Regions from separate parts of the Oryctolagus cuniculus genome. Here region 1 is linked to region 2. Evidence: chromatin contacts called from public Hi-C data. All regions are on one chromosome and are shown on one strand. Each heading gives the region's core, a stretch centred on a gene start, on an enhancer-like site or on the middle of the called end of the contact. The rest is flanking DNA. Distances are from core to core; before and after follow the strand shown. Region 1 holds the start of UBE2H (ubiquitin conjugating enzyme E2 H). Region 2 overlaps UBE2H (ubiquitin conjugating enzyme E2 H).

Evidence for each region. A called contact is a pair of places that touch in the nucleus more often than the background predicts.
Region 1: a contact with region 2 is called in a Hi-C map of psoas muscle, with 4 times the contacts expected there. The contact joins the promoter of UBE2H here to the enhancer-like site in region 2. A contact is called at or near these places in 6 of 6 Hi-C or Micro-C datasets (ear pinna, embryonic fibroblasts, liver and 3 more).

The regions. Positions count from the first base shown.
Region 1 is chr3:166,118,584-166,122,137 of mOryCun1.1, reverse strand. It overlaps UBE2H (ubiquitin conjugating enzyme E2 H), which reads left to right and starts at 2,183. Exons shown (of 5, transcript XM_008258202.4): 1 at 2,183-2,676. The coding sequence starts at 2,624.
Region 2 is chr3:166,009,101-166,012,907 of mOryCun1.1, reverse strand. It overlaps UBE2H (ubiquitin conjugating enzyme E2 H), which reads left to right. Exons shown (of 5, transcript XM_008258202.4): 5 at 2,195-3,807. The coding sequence ends at 2,319. Among named protein-coding and RNA genes, the nearest start is that of MIR183, 68 kb to the right of the region's middle. Within about 2 kb of position 1,262, at least 2 of the 8 cell types and tissues checked have an H3K27ac peak or open chromatin away from gene starts, as enhancers often do.

The DNA of each region.
Region 1 (3,554 bases), core at 934-3,433, 110 kb before region 2:
CTGCTGTTCAGTGACTGCCCGGAGGGCTCCATCTCCCATAGCATTTCTGGGTGCTTCAGCCCCACCTCCTCCAGTGCCCAGCACATTTCTAACACTAAATATTCCTCTACGTTTGACCCAGTATTTGGATCCCAGCAGCTACAGTGTTGGAGATTAGAGCACCGGGGAGGTTCCCCGTCTCCTGCTCCGTGCCCTTGTTCCTCAAGCGTCCCTGCCGTGACCTGCTCTTTCAAGTCTGTTCTGTACTCCGCTCTGTGACTCCTCTAAGGTTCCCACTGTCCCTGACAGGCTGGGGAAAACCGGAGGGCACGCAGACCCTCCCTTACTTGAAGGACATCACAGGTGCACTTAACCCACCTGGAGCAGTCGGGCAGGTGTTGCCTCCTGGCATCCTCAACCTTTGGCCTGTATCAGAATCATATGGGGGGGAGGGGCTGGTTAAAGACCCGGATGTCCAGGTCCCATGCAGTCTTTCTCAATCAGAATTATCTCCCGGGGCTGGGGCCTGAACTCTCATGAGCTGTGCCAGCTGTGCAGGTGATTTTTGAAATACACCAAGCTTGAAAGCCACCAGGGGCATTGCAGGGAGCCCGGGTTAATTAGGTGACGGCGGCAGGGGTGTTTCGGGAGAGGAGGCAGCTGCAGTAGGAGCTCAGAGAACCAAGCTGACACCGAATCAGGAGGACAAAACTCTGCTCTGGCTTTTCTCTCTCCTTAAGAGCGAGGTCAGATAGAGGGGGTCGGGACTCTCCATTCAGACATGTCCTCCTCCTAATAGATGTGCTGTGTGCCATAGGAGAGAGCCATGAACTCCCGTTGGAAGCAGTTAAAATAGCCCATGGTTCTCAGAACACAGAAGAGAGGTCACCCCCTGCAGAGCCGAGGGAATGGAGACTTATTATTTAATGGGTACACAGTTTCTGTTGGGGGTGATGAAAAAGTCCTGGAACTGGAGAGTAGCGATGGCTTCGAGCACGGTGAATCTATTTAATGCTTCCGAGTTACATACTGCAATGCTAAATTTTACGTTATATACATTTAGCAGTGAAAAAAAAAAATAGCCAGGCCTTTTGAGGGATGGGACTGTAGGAGCAGACAATATTCAACTTCACCGATGGCTGCTGGCCCAGGTGCACGCGTTGTGTGTAGGCAGTTACGTAAGCGGACACAGCCCCCAGCACAGGGGCTGACAAAGTACAAGTGGATTCACAGGAGCAAGGGGACAGCTGGAAACTTCAGGAAAGCTGACATGGATATGGGCGATGCCTGGAACCCTGTCTCCTGCCCTCTTTGTCTCTCCAGCTTCACTGTGCACAGGGATCACCTGGGGAGCTTGTTAAGCTGCACCTCCTAATTTCATAGGTTTGAGGGGAAGCTCACGTCTGCATTTCTAACAAGTTCCCAGGTGACGTTCATGCCGTAGCTCACACAGACTGGGAGGGCTGTGCGCGTTTAGCCTTGTTTAGTTCCTCACGATAGCCTCGTGTCCCCCAAAGTGAGAGCCCCCAGGAGGGGCTTAATTATTATTATTTATTGATACCGAGGCAGTGTAAGAGGTGCGTGCAGGCGTTTGGAGGATGGGAGAATCTTTGCCGTGAACTCTAGCATATTCGAGCCGTCCCAGCTTCTAGGGGTCGCTCACCTTGTGATCTCAAATTCTGAATAAGGGTGTTAGTTCTAAGTTGTTTCTGGCCTTACCACCTTGCTGCCTCCACTCTGATCCTTGAAATCGTGGCCTTGAACACGTGAAAGGTAATGGCCCTGATTTGCAAACTGCGGGGAAGCCTTGCTCTCCTCTGCAATCCTGCAAATTCTCTTCACCTGAGGAGGGCAGGGGCTTTCCAGATCTGGGCGTCTGTCTGAATAATTGCCACTTTGGCCTCCCCCAAATCAAATAAACAGCCTTTAAAGCCGACTGTGTGCGAAGGCGGTTCATTCCCTAAAACACACGCGGGTGTCATAACGTTGCCATTATTTACTATGAACGTCTAGGACGACGGTAACACATTGGCGGTTGAGCGACAAAGTGTGTGGGGAAGGTTGGGGGGAGGGGACAGAGGACGGAGAGGGCAGGAGAAAGAGGAACTACATATCCCATAAGTCCCCGGGAAAGCCCACGGCGCGGCGGCGCCCCACCCCTCTCGCCGTCCGGGCCCGCCCCTCGGATGACGTCACAGAGGTGACGTCACGGCGTCCAGAGCGAGGCTGGGGTAGAGAGGCCGACCGAGCAGGAGTCGTCCGCCTGTCGTGCAGGCTGCCAGGAGTCGGCGAGGGGTGCGCGGGCGAGTGGCGATCGGGCGAGCGAGCTAGAGCGGGCCGGAGGGAGCGTGGCGCGGCGGGGCGCCGGGGCGGCCCCACAGCCGGAGAGAGCGGCGGAGCCGGGCGCCGCGGGGTCCCCACCCCCACTCGGCCGAACCGGGCCGGTGTTCCCCCGTGCGGGGGGCGGCGGCGGCGGCTGACGGGACCCGACGGGACCCGACGGGATCGGGGGTGTTGCCACCTCCGCCGAGGAGCCGGCGCGGCCGCGGGCTCCTCAGAGCCGGGGCCGGGCCCTTGACAGACGGGGCCGAGGACCGGAGAGAGGCAGCGGCGGCGCAGGCGACGGGGAGGCGGCGGCGACACCATGTCATCCCCCAGTCCCGGCAAGAGGCGGATGGACACGGACGTGGTCAAGCTGTATCCTTCGAGGCGGGGGATCGTGGCTGTGGTGGGGGGGCCGGCGTGGGGACCCCTGAGGCTCGGCCGAGGGCCCCGGGGCACCCCAGGCCACTGCCCCCTCCTCCCGCGGCGCCCACGGCGGCTCCCGGCGCCTCCCAGGAAGCGAGGGCCTGTTCAGCTCCCCTTTATCTGCAGCACCCCACAATATGCGTAGCTCCTGCTCTTCCTGCAACCCCCCCCCCCGCCCCTCCAGCGCCCGTGACTTTTCTTTGGGGCTCCCAATACGGCCTCTTTTTTTTTTTTTTTTTTTCTTCCCCCAGGACCAGCCGCCTCACTCTGTCTACCGCTGGGCCCACCGTCAGGGTCTCTCTTTTCTGTTTGTTCGCTCTGTATTTCGGGACTCCAGGCAGACATTTCCCGAGAGGGAGGCCTTTCTCCCTGTAGATGCCCCCATTCCCTGCTCTCACAATGCCTCTTGAACTGGGGTAACTCCAGCGACCTTCTTTATCCCTAATTCCTTTCTATATTAGGAAGAGAGTAGTCGGCGCAGGGCCCCCTTTGCTAATAAAGAGCTCGGTGTGTTTTTTAAATGAGGGACTCCTGGTGCGGTGGCTGGTCCTGGCAGGACCCTCCTGACAAAGCCTATCCCACCCGTGCTCGCGTGCGGTGAGGACCCCCGGGCCCTGCGGCCAGCCTCCCTCCATGTTGTGGCTGTGACAGCTGGGGGCAGGGAGAGCAGGCCTCCCTAGGAGACAGCCCCCCGAGAACCACCCACCCAAGCAGAACTCCCCGCGTGAGGCTAAGGTTCCTGGGGAGTACTCGCCCTGCCCCCGCCCCAACTTTATTCTCCCTGGAGGTTGCAGTGGGGGGGAGCCCCCCACCCCCCCCAGCAGGCA
Region 2 (3,807 bases), core at 13-2,512:
TCTGAGGGCCCATGTGGGCTGACCAGTGTCCGCTGGCATGTCCTTGAGATCGTCATGTGGGAGAACTTTTCACAGTGAAAATTTAGCTGCATAAACCTTCCCCAACAAGGAGAGACATTAACAGTCTTCAAAATGCACCTGCTCTTCTGCCAGTGCACCTGCTGGATCTGTGATCTCGGCAGTTCCTGATCCCTTGGCCCTCCCTCGAGTCCCATGGCATGGGCATCTCTGCAGCGTAGCTGTTTTATGCCCTACCTCTCTGAAAACTTGGGATTCCATCGTGTAAACCTGAGTGTTCTTCTAAGAGCTGCTCCTGGGGTTCCCTTTCCTGTCCTCCGCCCCTCGGGGAGTTCGTTCACCTCTCACAGCTTCCGTGGTAGGTGATTTCCAGGTGGGTGTAGCGTTTCCATCTGTGTGGCCACCCCCCCCACCCTGACAGCTCACGGCAGGACTCGGTGTGTGTGCCTTGTCCTCATACTTAGTTGCTGCTGTCTTGTGCGTTTTTGGAAACCTGTTTAAATAGTGGACAGCCTGCAGAACTGAAGCTGTCACTGCCTTGCTCAGAGCAGGGCTCTCTGGTACTGCATTAATCATCTTTCCTCTTCTAAACACATCAGCCTGTGACAAATCAAGCTAGAACTCTGTGTGCTTCCTTTATTGGCCATGGAAAGTTTCAAACATGCAGAAAAACCATGACCATCCACTTATAGCAAAACCTTTACATTCTGCCTTATTTCTTTAGTCTTTTTTCTTTTAAGAAGGAAGACACAGAGTTCTGAGTGTTGTGTTTTAACATCTCAACCTCTTAGCTTTTGTGAGCTAAGCCTGGCAAGGCTTGGGACTCACTGTGGCTGTGGCTGCCTTCCTGGGCCCTCAGCCAGGGCCCTTCTGCGACTGCCTCCCCCTGCTGGCCCTCTGCGGCTCCTGCCTTTTAGCTTCGTCCGCTGACTCTTCATTAGTGACCTTGCTTTTCATTTCTCTCTCCCTGAAAGCCTTGTCTTAGTAAGTGCTTACTAAGCATTTGTTCCCTGGGATATACTAAAGAAGGTGATATTATCAAATTACAGCACCAAAACATTTCTCGCTGAAAGGTAACTTCCTACCTGGCCATGGCTGGTTGAATGTCTTTATCTCAGTATAAAGTTGTTCTAATGAATTTGAAGGGAATCTAAGTTACCTGTCACACATTCTTTTCAGGAACCCTTTAGAACAGTTTTAAGAATGTTCTTAGCCAGAGCCCTTGGCCTGGTTACTCGGTCCGGGCAGGCCCGCTGGGTCCATTCCCTTACTTGGCCAGCACATGAGGACATGAGGGCGTGTGCGCGTCCTCCTCGTGCGCCAGACAGGATTCTGAGCTGCCACACACAGGCGCTGTTGACTGGGGAACGGTGTCTGCTGCATAAACACAGTTGTTCCTAAGAGCAGAGTCGGGGGAACGGTGCACGGTCCCAGCACTCGGGCCAGCCTGTCTCCGCAGGGCGGCTCGTCCCAGGCCGGCTGCGGTACTGCTCTTGCCAGCTGCTCCAGAGCTGACGGGCAGGCTCTGCTGAGACTCAGCTCTGTTTCGAAAATAGCAGAGCTGAGCTGATGTAATTATATAACTGCAAATCTGAAAAGGATGGGAGATTTCCTAATAAATGACTAGTCCCAGCCTGGGTGGTGAATTATGTATTTACACAGTAAAAAAGAGGAGCCGACACTGTGGCACGGTGGATTAAGCCCCTATCTGCACCACAGGCATCCCCTATGGGCGCTGGTTCGAGTCCTGGCTCCTCCACTTCCCATCCCGCTCCCTGCTAATGTGCCTGGGAAAGCAGCAGAGGATGGCCCAAGTGCTTGGACCCCTGTATCCACATGGGGGATCAAGAGGATGCTCTTGGCTTCTGCCTGGCCCAGCCCATTGCAGCCATTTAGAGAGTGAACCTGCAGGTGGAAGACTTCTGTCTCCCTTCCTGCCTTTCAAATAATCAGTCTTAAAAAGTAGCAACACCGTGGGTGGGCGCCGTGTTTATTATTATTCCCCTGCAAGTCGGAAGTTCCGCGTGGCCCCTCCTGACCGTCCCTCCTCCTCGGGGGCAAGATGCGTGGACTCCGCTCCGGAGATGGCTCCCCCTCGCGCTGAAGGTAAGTGGGAGCCAGTCCACGCGTGCCCGGCCACTCACTGCCCACGTGTTCTCCTCCCCGCCCTGTGCAGAGTACATCCAGAAGTACGCCACGGAGGAGGCGCTGAAAGAGCAGGAAGAGGGCACCGGGGACAGCTCGTCGGAGAGTTCAATGTCAGACTTTTCGGAAGACGAGGCCCAGGACATGGAGTTGTAGTAGAAAAAGCACCTGCTTTTCAGAAAGACTATTATTTCCTAACCATGAGAAGCAGACTATAATATTCATATTTAAACAAAGCAATTTTTTTTATTACTAAACAAGGTTTTTATGAATAATAGCATTGATATATATATATTATATATCACCCTTTAGATCTTGATTTCTTGGTCATTTCTCACCTGGAGGTGCATAGCATATTCCCACATTCCATTTTGGTAGCAATATGCGGTCCGAATGCATGCATTCATGAGTCCGTTTGGCCAAGTCAGCTTGTGTGCTACTGAACTGTCAGAAGAACTAGCCGCTCTGATAGGTAGACGTAAGAATGACAGGAAGAAGTTGCTTCTTTTATTGATGGTTCCAAAGAAACAAACCAAACCAGCCGGCACTTGGACATGCAGACAGAATAGTGTTTTCTCGAAGTGGTCAGGAAGAACTGGGGGAGAAAGAGGTCTGCCTTGGGAACACTGAGAGCCAGCCACGTAGGAATCCGAGCTGTTCCTCCCAGTGGGCCCACGCTGGCCCCCGGCCTGTGCAGTCATGGTAGGAAACGAAGCTAACTGGGGGGTCGAGACTTCATGAAGTACATTCTTACGTGTCGATTCCTGCCCTTCACGCAGCCGGGCCCTGCTGCCACAGCGTTCTGCCTGGGAGAACCTTCTGGAAGTGTTTTCAAAACCTGATTGTTTTTCTTGAGGTCAAGCTGGTAAGCCAGACCCAAAAGGGACCGGGAAGAGGTTTGGTCACATGCTGCCCCTCGGCCGGCGGCGTGGAGAGCTTTGCGTTAAAGGGTGGTGGTTTCTGTGTGGGTCGGGGGGTTGTGTGTGAATTGTGCTTAGACAGGTGACAGATTTAGCCATGCCCTGCCTGTGAGGCTGGGGCATGCTCCTTGGCGTTTTGGTTTGGTTTTCTTCTTCTGCTGCCGTTCCTGGCTGCAGCCTGGTCCTTATCTGGGAATGGGTATTGTAGACGCGACGTGCATTCTAAATGTAACACAGATAAATAATTGGAATAAATAAAGCTTCTTGTACCCAAAGTGGCCAAAGTGGAAAAAGCTTTTCTTAAGGGATGGCTGACTAGGAAGGAGGGGCTCAGGGTGCAGGGAGACAGGTCCTGAAAGCAGAGACAGAGGAAGGGAGTTGGAATGTTTGCTTGGCCAACCCTGACGGCCAGATCCCAGATCCCAGATCCCGGGCTGCCTCTTGGAGGAGGGGTGGGAGGAGTTTCAGGCTGCAGCCCTGTGTGGTTGTGTTGTTGGTGTTGTTCCAGCCAATGGGACAAGAGCAGAATCAGCCAATCCTAAAGACAATTTCTGAATGTCCCGCTGGGCTCACCTTCCCTTTCTCTGGGTTTTAGTTTAGAAGTGCTGTGCTCCGGAAGTCGGAAGTCGATGAGGGTGGAAGCCGCCCTGTCTTTATTTAAAAAGCACAATCAATCAATCTTTTCTTTGAGAATCTATATAAAGGACAACCTGCTTTTAGCATG